2 separate regions of the Oryctolagus cuniculus genome follow, and region 2 is linked to region 1. A link is a contact called in public Hi-C data. All regions are on one chromosome and are shown on one strand. The core of a region is the stretch at or near the end of the contact, and the rest is flanking DNA. Distances in the headings are between cores, read along the strand shown. Region 1 holds the start of ZEB2 (zinc finger E-box binding homeobox 2). Region 2 overlaps GTDC1 (glycosyltransferase like domain containing 1).

The links. Hi-C and Micro-C count contacts between places; a contact is called where the count stands out from the background.
Region 2: a contact with region 1 is called in a Hi-C map of skin fibroblasts, with 2.6 times the contacts expected there. The contact joins the enhancer-like site here to the promoter of ZEB2 in region 1. A contact is called at or near these places in 2 of 6 Hi-C or Micro-C datasets (skin fibroblasts and an unstated tissue).

Annotation. Positions count from the first base shown.
Region 1 is chr3:97,908,315-97,914,889 of mOryCun1.1, reverse strand. ZEB2 (zinc finger E-box binding homeobox 2) reads right to left here and starts at 3,675. Exons shown (of 9, transcript XM_070070969.1): 1 at 3,408-3,675; 2 at 628-769. The coding sequence starts at 700. LOC108176842 (a long non-coding RNA gene) reads left to right here and starts at 1,850. Exons shown (of 3, transcript XR_011387303.1): 1 at 1,850-2,020; 2 at 3,428-3,578; 3 at 3,683-4,195.
Region 2 is chr3:98,552,373-98,558,947 of mOryCun1.1, reverse strand. GTDC1 (glycosyltransferase like domain containing 1) reads right to left here. Exons shown (of 9, transcript XM_070070977.1): 9 at 2,928-4,045. The coding sequence ends at 3,949. Among named protein-coding and RNA genes, the nearest start is that of GTDC1, 430 kb to the right of the region's middle. Within about 2 kb of position 3,942, at least 1 of the 8 cell types and tissues checked has an H3K27ac peak or open chromatin away from gene starts, as enhancers often do.

The sequences.
Region 1 (6,575 bases), core at 2,426-4,925:
CAGGGCCGGCCGAGTCCCTCCCACCCCACCCTGGGGTCCGGGCGCGCCGGACCGGGCCCCGCTGCCCGCGGACCGTTACTTGGCGCACGGAGAGGCGGCCGGGCGACTCCGGCAAGAAACTTTAAGCCTCACTAAGACGAAGCCCCGGGTCCTCTCTTCCGCCCTTGCGGTCCCGCTGCCACCCTCGCCTCCGCCCCGGGATCCTGCGCGACCTGGCGCCCAAGCCCCCGCCCTGCCCTCGCCGGACACTCCCGCAGCCGGGCCGGGGACCCAGCGGGCCGGCCGAGCGCGAGCGGAGCGGGAGGCGGAGGCGGAGGGAGGGCGGAGGCGGGAGCGCGAAGGGGCGCGGGGCTGGGGGCGCGGGACTGCGGCCGGACCCCGGCGCTCGGAGCCCCCCGGGCGCCCGACGCTCACTTTGCCCCGCACTTCCCCAACTCCCCCCGGGTCCGGCCGCCGCGCGCGCGCGCCGGGCTCCGGCGCCGGCCGCGGAGGGAGGCTCGCCCGCGAGCCCCGGGCGCAGCCGCCGCCGCCGCCGCCGCCTCGGTTCCTTTTCCCTTTCCCCCTCCTTCTCCCTGGGTCTGGAGCCGCGGAGTGGCCCGGAAAAGTTTGGTTCGGGCCGCTTCTTACCGTTTTTCCTCCTGGGATTGGCTTGTTTGCGCCTCTTGCACCGGGGGCCATCCGCCATGATCGGCTGCTTCATTGATAAGAGCGGATCAGATGGCAGTTCGCATGGACTCGGCGCCCTGCTTCGGCAGCACGCAGGCTCGATCTAGCAACCAAACACAGCGACAATGTGGGCATCGCCCGCGCCCATTGAAACGCGCGCGGGCCGCCCCGGGGAGCCGGGCCAGGGCCCCGGCGAGCACCCATCCGCGCCCCCCAACGCCAAAGCGAAACTTCGGCGGCCCCCTCCCCGCCCCCCGCCCCCAGCCGTGGCCCTGCGGCGCTTTGTGTTTGTTACTGTTTGGTGTGTTGCACCCGCGAGGGGATCACAGAGACAAGAATTACATCTTCGAAATGAGTCATAACTCCTGACCGTATGAGGGAATGCACACGGCGGTACAGTAAGACTGCCCGACCCAGGGCTAGGCGGACCCTTTGCTCCGAAAAGTGCTCAGCCCGGCTCGGGAACTTGGGGTGAGGCGAGGCTTTCTTTCGCTCTCATCTTTCCTCATTCTCTCCCACCGCCACCACCACCACCGCCACCGCCGCCACCACCGCCACCGCCACCGCCACCGCCACCCCCCCGCCCCCCGCCGCCCCATTTCCCGAGAGGAAAGAAAGAAACAAACAAACAACGCGAAACAGCCCCTGGATGAAGAACACTCGGGCAAATTGATAATAGTAATTATAGGAAGCCCACTCGCCCCGCGCCCCCTCCCCTTCCCTCTCCTCTCAGAGTTCAGCGAGGCACCGTCTCTTCCTCCCCCAGCCCTCTGCCCCCAAATTAAGATTTCCCATTCTCCGCCGCAATAAGAAATATAATTATAAGCCTCTTTGGACACCGTCCCTCCCCCCCCCACCCCGCCACTTTGACAATATTTGCTTAAGTATTTGCCCCCACCTCACTCGCACACATACTCCCCCACGCTGGTTCCCATAAATAGTTCCAGCAGAAATGTTGCTTTTTCTCCCCCCCCCCCCCCCCCAAGAAAGGAAAGAGAAAGTCCAACCAGCACGGCAAGACTTTTAAGCTGTCCTAAATGATCGTATCCTTTCTGGCTTCGAAACTTTTGTACCTAAAAATCGAGAGAGGCGCTGCATGTTTTCAGCTGAAACTGTCAAAACTTGGAGAAAGGGGACTCGGAGGCAGGCAGCAGAGGAGGAGAATCCTGAAACTCGGTGGAGGTTGGGAAGATGCTGTGCCTCCAGGATTAGTTTAAACAGGGGGCTATAAAAGATGTAACAGATGCAAACTGTAACACAAGGGCCATTAACCCTTTCTCTGCCGAGCACACTCGGTCCCCACGCCCCGCACCTATTGTCTCCTGTGCGAGCAGCTTTGCGGAAAACCTGGAAAGTGAGTATCAGTTTCCACACGTTTGCTGAGAGGGGAGGGGGGGTGCGGAGAGAAGGGGAAGTGGATGTTTCAGAAAGCACCTTAAATTTACCTAAGCATATACAGTAGGAGACGTTTCATTGAAGTTTGACACATTTTATCATTTCTTGCCTGTCCTGTTGAGTTGAAATTGGGGTGAGGGTGGGGGAGAGGAATCCTGAAATAAAGAAATGGTCACACAAGTGTCTGGGACCAAGCAGCTGGCCTGTCTGTATTCATGCTGAGACTTACACGCGATTGAATATAAATACATGTTTAATAAAGTAAGTTGTTAGCTTTATGAGCATGGGTGTGTGAGGGAGAGACAGGGCATTTGTGCTATAAACTTTATCTTTGCCTGTTATTCCTAACTCTGGAGTTAGCAATCGTGCCCTCCTCATTACAGGAGGAGCATGTAAAATATATGAGAAGGTGGAAGATAAACACATTCATGTTCGCAGGGCTCACCACTCTTCCTGGGAACTCCTGCTATCTCTCCCTCGACTTTCCAGTGCCAAAGTGTAGAATGGGATATATGTGTGTATGTGTGTCTCCTATTAAATCTATGGCTATGAGACTTTGCCATTTAAAATACAATTTCAAAAGTTAGGCTTATTTAAAACCCAGATATCCTGAAGTACTTTTCTTCCCAGCTGTAGTGAGCCCCCCCCTTCCACTTTGGTAAAGGACTCAAGTTCCATGAGGACTTTCACTTCTTTATTTATTATCACAGAAGTGAGGTGTTACTTCACACACATACACACACACAGAATGAAATAAAGAAATGAAACTCGCTAAGCAGACAAAAACAGGCAACTTTCTGCTTAGAAAACAGCCTTCCCCGGTGGGAGAGGCAGCACTGCCATGTCTAACAGCAAGACTGGCCCCCGAAATTTGGTAGGTTTGCATCGATCAAGTTTTGTAATTATTAACAGGTATTTGCCAAGTTTTAATTACTGACTATAATGATTTGGAAGTAGATGCAAAAATACAGCAGAAGCTTTCCCTTGGACGAGTTTTTATTTCAGCCATACAGTTCCCCAAAAAAACTTTTCCTAGGCAGGGTAGCAAAAGGCACCTTTGGTTACCTGAATGGACAGGTACAGGGCAAATTATTTTGGGCGGGGGACAAAAAGGAGAGAAAAGGAAGGAGACTGAGCGAGAGTGTGAGAGAAAAAGCGAGGAAGCCACTCTTGGGAAAAGCACGCCATAAAAGACTTCACCCACCTGAAATTCCTACCCACAGACACCCCTCTCACTTCACACTCACATCCCCACTCAAAATGAGAGCATTAGAAAGGAGGATGGGTGACGAGCACACCAAAAAAAGGATAAAAAGAGGGGAAAAAAGGAGGGGAAAAAAACCTACCTGCGAAGTCTTGTTTGTAGTTTTGGCCAGAAATGGTGAGAAGAAAAAGCATGAAGAAGCCGCGAAGTGTGGGGGAGAAAAAGGTGGAAGCGAAGAAACAGCTCCCGGAGTAAACTGCACAAAACCTCGCCAAGAGTGTCGGGAGGCAGGACCGTTATTCCTGCGGAGCAGGTTAGAACTGATCTCTTTCGGCCACTCCAGGAAACACAAACCTGGGGACGGACTGACGTGTTACGCCTCTTCTAATGACATTTTTTTCTTTTTCTTTTCTGTAGGAGAGAGAGGAGAGACCCTGAAACACGCGCCACCTATCTTTGTGGGGAGGGATAATTGAAGCGCCCTGAGCGTGAGCATCATGTGAAAACGTGATCGCCAAGTTTCTCTCTGGGAAAGGATCTGGGATAGATTATACCTTGAAGTCTCCGCAAACGCTTTAGTGGAAGAAATGAAATTCCACCTCCCTCCCTTCCTCTCTCCCTCCCTCTCGCCTCCCTCCCTCCCTCCCTCCCTTCTCCACGCCCCCCCCCCCCCCCCCAGCCTTTGGCATCATTATCCTCATCACTAAATCCTACAGAGTACAGGGCGGAAAACGGTGCACACCATTCACAGAACTGGAGAACTCCGAGGGGCGAAAGTTAAAGGGAAAGATCCCGGGTCCTCAATCTATATTGCCTCTTCTTGTGCAGATAGCTTAAGTGACCAGATTTGAGATGCACATCTAATAGCATGAGTATCTTAGCACGGCTTTATCCTTTCTCTTAAATTAAAAAAAAAAAAAAAAAAAAAAAGCCAGAGCTAGGGGGAGAAATGCTGTATGTGAACTGAATCTTAGGGGGTGTGTGTGTGTATGTGTGTGTGTGATTGGGATTGGAACCCAATATTTAAAAGTAGTTTGGCATTTTAATGAAGGGTCTCTAAGTAAATTAACATAGAGCACTGGGTTGACTGATCTTTGAGTCTCTCTACATCTCACCGAGACCTTACTACAAAGTGAGAGAGTGTGTGTAGGGAGGAAGGAGGAAAAAGAGAAAGGCCATAGAGGAACTTAGCAGGGAAGGGAGAGCGGGATATTAAACGACATGGGGTCTGAGTTTTGGAGTACTTTTTTTTGATATTGCAATTAAAGTAAAATTAAAAAGAAAAGACTCCACCTTTGCTCTGAAGGGATTGGTTATGCAAATATGGAAGGGATTTCCTGGAGAATACAGCTTTCTACTGTATGGTTAATTAAATAATCACTCAAAAGCTTCCAACGTGACGCTTCTGTCGTAATCCAATCAGGTTACATAGGTCCTAAACAAGAAAGATATTTTCCACATCTGGAAGTCAGCAATTTAGCAAGTACTGCACATTATTAACCAATTCAGAGCCCACTTCCCAGGGGAATTTTTTTTTTGAAGTTTAAGTGTTCTTAACCAATGCTCTGCTGTTTTGTTCATCAAAAAGCTGGTTTACACTGCACATAATTGGAACTAATATAGAAGTAAATAAAGACAGCCAAATTTGAGGATGCTGCACACAAGCATTTATCGGAAAAGGAAGAAATCTCTTAGCCTCCGATGGTTCAGGCTCAATTTCTTAAAGTCCTGGGAGGCTTTTTTTTTTTTTTTTTTTTAAGAGTGAAAGTACTTTAGAACCTCAAAGCACAAATAAACTTCCAATCCCACATATTTTGGGCTTCCTTAGAAAAGTAAGGTGAAGGTGGGAAGAGCACACAGAGCTGTCTCACACCAATTTTTCCGCTGTTAATACTGTTCAATATGTTACAGCCCTCTGTTTTCAGTCTGATGAAATCTGAAACAAATAATACCCTGATCCAACACTAGACTTTTACTTATATTAAGATAAACTGCTTTGAACTGTGCTTTGAATGTGTGCCTAAAGCAAGACTTTGAATGCAAGAGTCACTAGCAATTGCACTCAAAAGAGGGAAAAGCCACCACATGGGTTGCCACATCCACACTCCCAGAGGTATTTTGTATGTTGTATGTTTTGTATTCCGTATATTTATTTATTGAGTGCGTGTGTGGGGTGTGTATGGGGAGGGGGGAGAGTAATAACCACCCAGCATGACCACAGTTAGAGCTTGTTCCAGGTTGCAAAAAAGTCAATTTTCTCAGGCTCACCTCTTTCCCAATTTGAGTCTATTACAAAGAGAATAGTTGGATAAATGAGTCTCTTCCCATCCCCATAACAGATAAAGTATTTCCTACAAAAGAGGAATATTCAAGATCCGCAGTCTAAAAACAATTTAGTAGTCAAGAAAAAGATTTCCAACATGGGTCAGATACATTCTTAATTTTATATTTTACATTTATCTTGCCATTATATATCTAAACTAAATATACCTATGACTTATCAAGTTCCTCCTCTGAGATTTATCACCACTGTGAATATCTTCCTCCTCCTCTCTCTCTCATTTTTTATTTAGAAAATTGGAATCTGGATTTCTCTGGAAGTTTGCTTCTCAGCTGCCCTACTCCAGTGCTGGAGAAAGCAGGAGCCCATTGCCCACAGTTCAGGCAAAGCTCCCCTCCAGGAGCCCAGGTAGCTACTGGAAGCCTACAGCCCAGATACACAGAAGCATCACCTCAGGTCAAAGGATCCAATCGAATAGCTAACAAAACACTTGTCTTTATTATGTATATTAAATGTCAGGTTACTTAGGATCTGACATTAAAAAAAAAAAAAGACCATTAAAAGCACCTAATCATCTGATTACCCCGGGCTCAGTAATCGTTGGAGTGGCAGGAGGCAGCCCCCAACATTTAACACAGGGAGTTCCGATACACAAATATTTGATGGGGTTTAAACAAGGGAAGGGACACCAATAGTTCAGGTTTCCATCCAGGTGGACCCTTGGATCATGGCACGAGAAGGGTCCCTGTGAGGGCTGAGCGCGCAGCTAGGTTGCCCACCGCCCCTACTTGGCACGCCCCTCCCCAGGCGTTTGGCCGAGAGAGTTCCCAGCAGCGCAGATGCGTTGGGACCGGAGGAAGCCCGCATATAAATTTGTTCGGAACACTCAGTCCGAGGGCCAGGTCGGGGACAATAGGGATCGTGGGATCAGCGGGATGCAGGAGCGCAGGACGCAGGGAAAAGTCGAGAGAGGACTGGGGGCTGCTGGCTTTGGGCTCCTCCCGCAGGAAAACAAGTCCTGCAAATGAA
Region 2 (6,575 bases), core at 2,693-5,192, 640 kb before region 1:
ATTTCCCCCAATTTGTATTCCCAATTATCTGGTGATGACAGCAAATATCAATTAGCTTAATGACACTCTACTCACTTCACCATGTCATAGGTGTTGAGGAGTACACACATATATGTAAGCACAGACATACATCTTTTTTAAAAAATATTATTTATTATTTTGAAAGGCAGAGTTACAAAGAGAGAAGGAGAGCCAGAGAGAGAGAAAAAGAGAGAGAGAGAGAGAGAGAGAGAGAGAGAGAGATCCTCCATTTTCTGGTTCACTCCCCAAATGGCTGCAAAGGCCGAGGCCAGGTCAGGATGAAGCTAGGAGCTTCACCAGGGTCCTCCACATGAGTGCAGGGGCCCACTTTCTCGGGTCATCCTCTGTTGCCCTCTCAGGTGCATTATCCTGAGTATGGATTAGAAGTGGAACAGCTGAGAATGGAACCAGTGTCCATATGGGATGCTGGTGCCATTGACCCAGCCTGCTACGCCACAATGCCAGCTCCACCACAGACATGTTTAAATTTTTTTTTTTTTTAATTTCAGAGGTAGAAAGGCAGAGATGGGGCAGGAGAGACAAAAACAGAAACAGAGAAAGAGAGACAGACAGAAAGGCAGCTCCCATCTGCTGGTTCATTCCCCAAATGGCTACTATGCCAGCGACCGGTTAGGCTAAAACCAGGAACAGGGAACTTAACCCTGGTTTGCCATGTGGGTGGCAGGGAGCAATTACTTGAGCCATCACCACTGTCTTCCAGGATTTGCTTTAGCAGGAATCTAGACTTAGGAGCTGAAGCTGGGAATCAACCCTATGTACTTCTATATGGAACATGGGCAGCTTCATGGGCAACTCAATCACGAGGCTAAATGCCTGTCCCAGCTACATCTTTTATACTTCTACAATTTTTTATTGCATTTATGCACTGATACCAAATATGGCAGCATCATTTTCAAAACTCATAACTTTTTTTAATATTGGAAGGAATGCTGGCCATAGCTAAAGACGAAAAACTGGATTTGGGCATAGAAAAACACCCATATGGGGCTGCTTTATGTTGTAGTGGGTGAAGCTGTTGCCAGGGAGGCCAGCATCCCATATGGGTGCTGGTTCTGGTCCCAGCTGCTCCACTTCCCAGCCAGATCCCTGCTAATTTTCCTGGGAAAGCTGTGGAGGATAGTCCTAGTGCTTGGGCCCCTGTACCCATGTGGGAGACTAGGATAAAGCTCCTGACTTCGACCTGCCTCAGCACTGGCTGTTGTGGCCATTTGGGGAGTGAACCAGCAGCTGGAAGGTCTCTCTCTCTCTCTCTCTCTCTCTCTCTCTCTCTCTCTGTCTCTTCCTCTTTATTTCTGTGATTCTGACTTGCAAATAGATAAATCTTAAAAAAAAAAAAAAACACACACACCCATACATGGATAACTTTCAATATCACATTTTTCCCCAATCATAAAATATTTAAATATTTAGATTTATGGTCTGAAAAGTATCTCATGTATTTTCTCCATGAATTAGCAAGGAAGCATACATGGATAGTTGTTGTGCATGTAAGATGCTATGCACTATTGGCCAGTGCCGCGGCTCACTTGGCTAATCCTCTGCCTGCGGTGCCAGTATCCTGGGTTCTAGTCCCAGTTGGGGCGCTGGATTCTGTCCTGGTTGCTCCTCTTCCAGTCCAGCTCTCTGCTGTGGCCCGGGAAGGCAGTGAAGGATGGCTCAAGTGCTTGGGCCCCTGCACCCGCATGGGAGACCAGGAGGAAGCACCTGGCTCCTGGCTTCGGACTGGCGCAGCGCTGGCCGTAGCGGCCATTTGGGGGTGAACCAACAGAAGGAAGACCTTTCTCTCTGTCTCTCTCTCTCTCTCACTAAGTCTGCCTGTACAAAAAAAAAAAAAAAAAAGATGCTATGCACTATGAAACGTGAGCCCACTGTTTTCAGGACAGAAAACCTTGGAAAGGAATCTCTGCTGTCAGATTGTAATATTATCTTGAGAAGACATCATCCGTGACATTGTACCTCGGTGACTGAAGCAAATTGACTAGTCTGACCCACCTCAGCAGAGGGCATGAAGTGTAACCCTGCCCCAGAAGAAGTGCCTGAGAACTTCTTGTTTACAGTCATATCTTTGGTTTTGCTCTCAAAAGGAGCACCTCTGCTAGAAGCCAAGTTCCTCAGGCTTCAGTTGACTGGCAGGCGCTTCCATAAGCGTTCCCGAGCCCTTTGTTCTATGGGTGAGGGAGAAGTTTGTTCAGAGGCTTGAGCCGAAGCCAGTGCTGTGGTGGCCCATCCTATGTGACGGATCTCAGGCTGGCTGGGGAGAGGAGTTTCTGTTCCAAGGTAGAGCTTGTTGTTTCCACTTCTTACACTTTCTATCTTCAGAGTCCCAGGCCTCATGGACTCTGAACTGCCTCTTGTGATCTGCAAGACTGCCCCTATCCCTAGGGCTGTGCATGGCTCTCTAACCTTGACCTTGTGCCTGCTTTCGATTTTGCTACCTGTGAAATGGGCCCTACTGGATATCTGAGACATTGTTCACTCAACGTGGGGATGTCTGCTAGATCACTCAATCCTTGTAGAAGCCAGAGAGCCAGGCTTGGGCCTTGGCTAGCCACCTTTCCCTACTGCTCCTCACTCTGCAGTGTATAGAAGTTATTCATTTCAAAAGCTAAGAAAGTTACAATTTACCTGTCAGTAAACAGAAGACGGTTTATCAACAGACTTTACCTTAATGACTACAAATGTTTACCTCCTGCTTTCCAGAATGCAAAGAAAATCTTGGAAATGTCATAATATCTTACAAACATTTGCAAAACAGATCCTTGTTCATCCGGAAAGGAAACAATTGTATTCGTTGTCTCTGACACAAAGAAAACCCTCAGCGAGAAACATACAGATAGATGTACACACTTCTACCTAACTGAATATGCTAATTAAACACTGCAGTGGACAGTTTATTAAAAATTTATTTTGCCATATACCCATTCAAAACATCTTTAAATCAACAAAAATAGCAGCTTGACTATTGGAATTTAAGTGATTTATCTGGAAAAGATCATATTTCAAGCTGGATACAAACACTTCTGAGAATTTTTTTTTAATCAAAATTACTAGTTTTGTGAGAAGTATTTTGAATTCTCTACTTTTAATGCCTCAAAAAAAATTAAAACAATTACCTCAGTGTTCATTTTATGGGCGGGATGGCCCCTCTTACTGTATTTGCCATGTTTGTCCGAATTACAGCTGTTTATCTTGCAACTTTCTTTGAGATTAATTAAATGCAAATGTAACTCTGTGAATCATGGGAATACCTGCCAGACCCCTTATTAATACCTTCGCTTAAAAACCCCTGTGCCGGAGAGTCATTAATTTGCTAAAAGAAAAGTGCTAAAGCAGCCCTTTGCCCACAAACCATTCCGAGATGGCTGCCCAATTAGTCCGGCAGCATTCTGATCCTCCTTCCAGGCCCGGTGGCCCTCTGAGGACACAAGAGGGCTCCGATGATAACCTGGCAACCTAGGTAGAAACCCAGCCAAGTGTGAGTGTTTGAAGCTGCAGTTTGGCTGCCATCGTGTCGGCGAAAAGAAAGAATTCAGGCACCATGTCATCCAGTACAAAGGATAAAAACGGATTCAACCGGAAATTCAATGTGGCACCACATATGGGATACATGAGTGCGGTTATACAACAGGCCACATATTTTTTTTTGAACAGTCTCCTACATGTGATGCCGAGGACATGTGTAACCATCATAGCGTCTCTAGGAATCTGTATTTAATTTGGGTTGGGGTGGTGGCAGGGATTGGAGATCTGAAGCTGCCACAGGTTTGTGGCAGATGGCTCCGTGTCAGCTATGACAAGCAGCCAGGCTCAGCTTCCTCTGCAGATTTTCTTTTCTCTCTGATCAGGTAAATATGGGCACACTCTGGAAAGTTCTTCAGATTCTGCCTTAGGCTGCAAGTTTGTGACTTAGCCCCATCTGTCACAAATCTTCCCTAGGTTCTGTTGTAAGCAGAGACCTGAATTTACCATGCAGGGCTGCCCAGGAAAATGGAGCCATTTCACCCTGCAACAAGGGGGAGGGAGAGATGAGAAAGAAACATTAAGCACTGAAAGACCAAAGAATGTTGAAAATTCATATTGCAAATCTGCATCACTTGCGTCAATTATATTACAAAAAGCCACCAAGTAAATGGTTCTCGAGTTTCAGCACTTCGGGAAATCCCAGTTTCTGATTGGTTTAAAGTGTCACTCTATTTCTAACCATGGGAGAAAGCTACTGGTTTGTTCTTTTTTTTTTTTTTTGCAAATGGGTACATTCTGCCCCACACAGACTTCCTGGTTTATGTTACAGCTGACAGCTATTAGAAGTTTATCATCCAACTTTTAACTTTTATAAACACAAGATATGCAACACTCTTCATACATGTTTTGCTAATGTGAATTTTACTATTAAGTGGGGAAGACACAAGATAAATGCCATTACTACTATGTGGAATTCATAAAGCACTTCATGTTTACAAATGGGTTCATATTCATTATTACATTATAGCAGGACCTCAGGATGGAAATGCTATGAAGATTAAAGAAAAAAATTCTTCCAGGTTTAAGGATGAATCACAGAGAGCCTAAGAAAATCACCTACAGCCAGGCTGCAAATGAGTAGCGGAGAAAGATGAGAAGCCAAATCCTCCAACAGATCTTAATCAGCCAAAGCATATCTATTGTGCTAAAGGAATTTTTGCTTTTATTTTATTTAGACAAATTAAGGGAAAAGCAAACCAAATTATGGGAGGAAGTGAGGAAGGAAGGGAGAAAAGAAGAGAAGCAGAAGAGAGGGAAGAGTGGAAACAGAGAGAGAGAGAGAGAGAGAGAGAGAGAGATTGATTAACATTGAGAATTTGATTGTAATTGTGCTGGTGCAGTTGAGAGATTTTAGACTTTTTAAAATGGTTATAAGGATTTAAGTTTTCATTTTTAAGGAAAAAGTAAGGACTTGGGAGGGGAGTTAACACCAATGAGCAACACCTTCTTCGCATCTAAGGAGAGTATAAGATGAATTTAAAAGGGGGCTATAATTTGACCAGACTCTTGAAGGAAACTTCAAGTGGGTTGGCTGTGGTTCCAGCAGATATAGCCTAACATAATTAAAACAACCACAAATGGCTTTTCTGGGCATTGAGTTGGAATTGTAAGCTTAATCATTGTTTGGAATTAGTTTTAGACAGAAATCTAAAAATTCTTTTCTCCTCCAAATAACAGCAGGTTATGAAGTGCCTTGAATGTTGAGGAATTTGCAAAGTACAAAATAAGAGTCAGCAGCTATCATCTGAAAAAACCTTAAGAAGCTCCAAGTCACATTGAAAGCCAAGAGAAAGAATACCATCTCGTCTTTCACATAGACTGTGGCTCCATGTGTAAATGAAAGTAAATGAGAAAAAGGATGGGAAGGATCTTTTCTGTTAGTCCAGGCAGTGTCAACCTTATACAACTGCCCCGTTTATATTCTTGTCCTGTTTTCAACACTATTAACAAGGGACTACCCATACATTTTTTTTTCCTAAAGGATTTTCAAATGTAATGAAGAAAGGCCCTCTAAAAGCATGGAGTACTAATATCAAATAGTTGTTGGAAACTTTTGGTAAGTAAATTCACACAGTAAAAGTGAGATCAAAATTTTCATTTCATGAACTAGATTTGCTTGAGCTGGAAAGGGAAAATTATTGCTGGTGTAAGATGTCAATACTTGGCTGATTATTTTATGGTTACTTCTAGAAACCTGTATTCCAATTATGTTCAGGAGTCACCAAAGAGCTCACTATTGTGGATGCAGTCACACAGATTTTTTCTGTGTCCCAACTATGTGGTCAAGCCATCTGCTTACTTACAAGAAGATGTGTCCTGACAGTGCAAGAAATCACAGCCAATTACTCAACTGTGGCTGTGAACTCTTAAAGAAGTCATTTTAGATTTTTTAAAAAATTAACAAAATCATCTTCTATTTTTAAAATTACTAACACACATTTAATTTTTGCATGCAGTGGATTTCCCTGAAGATGCTACGAAAAATCTGTGAAAGAGACAAAGAGAGAGCGTGTATGTTCACGCATGTGAGGAACATAAACCTTTCAGACCTAAAACCGTTTCAGGTGAGAAGCCACAGACATGGTGTGCTGTAGCAGAAGCCACTTTAAGAGAAAAAGTAAATTCTGTTTTCTGCTTTTGAGTTCCTAACATGCTGTTTCAAATCCTGCTTCAAGTTATAGCCCCCAAACTCTCACTCATATTGAAAGTATAATGTCTCATGTGAGAAGTAAGCCAAGTGTTAGTAGCCTTATTCTAGTCATTAAATTTCTAAGTGTGAATCCATATGAAAAATTCTATCCTAAAGTGAACTCTATATGATAAGAAATTGAAATGATCTTAAAATGTAAACTTCTAACAAAAAAAGAGTAAGGTGTAAAAATGTAAAAGGAACAAATTAAGGAATTCAGTGACATTCTATCCTTGTAGATCTTAGAAGCATATGTTTTATAAAAGCAAACCAGTACTGTCCAATAGAATAAGTCTAAAAATAAACCCCAACATTCTCTTCA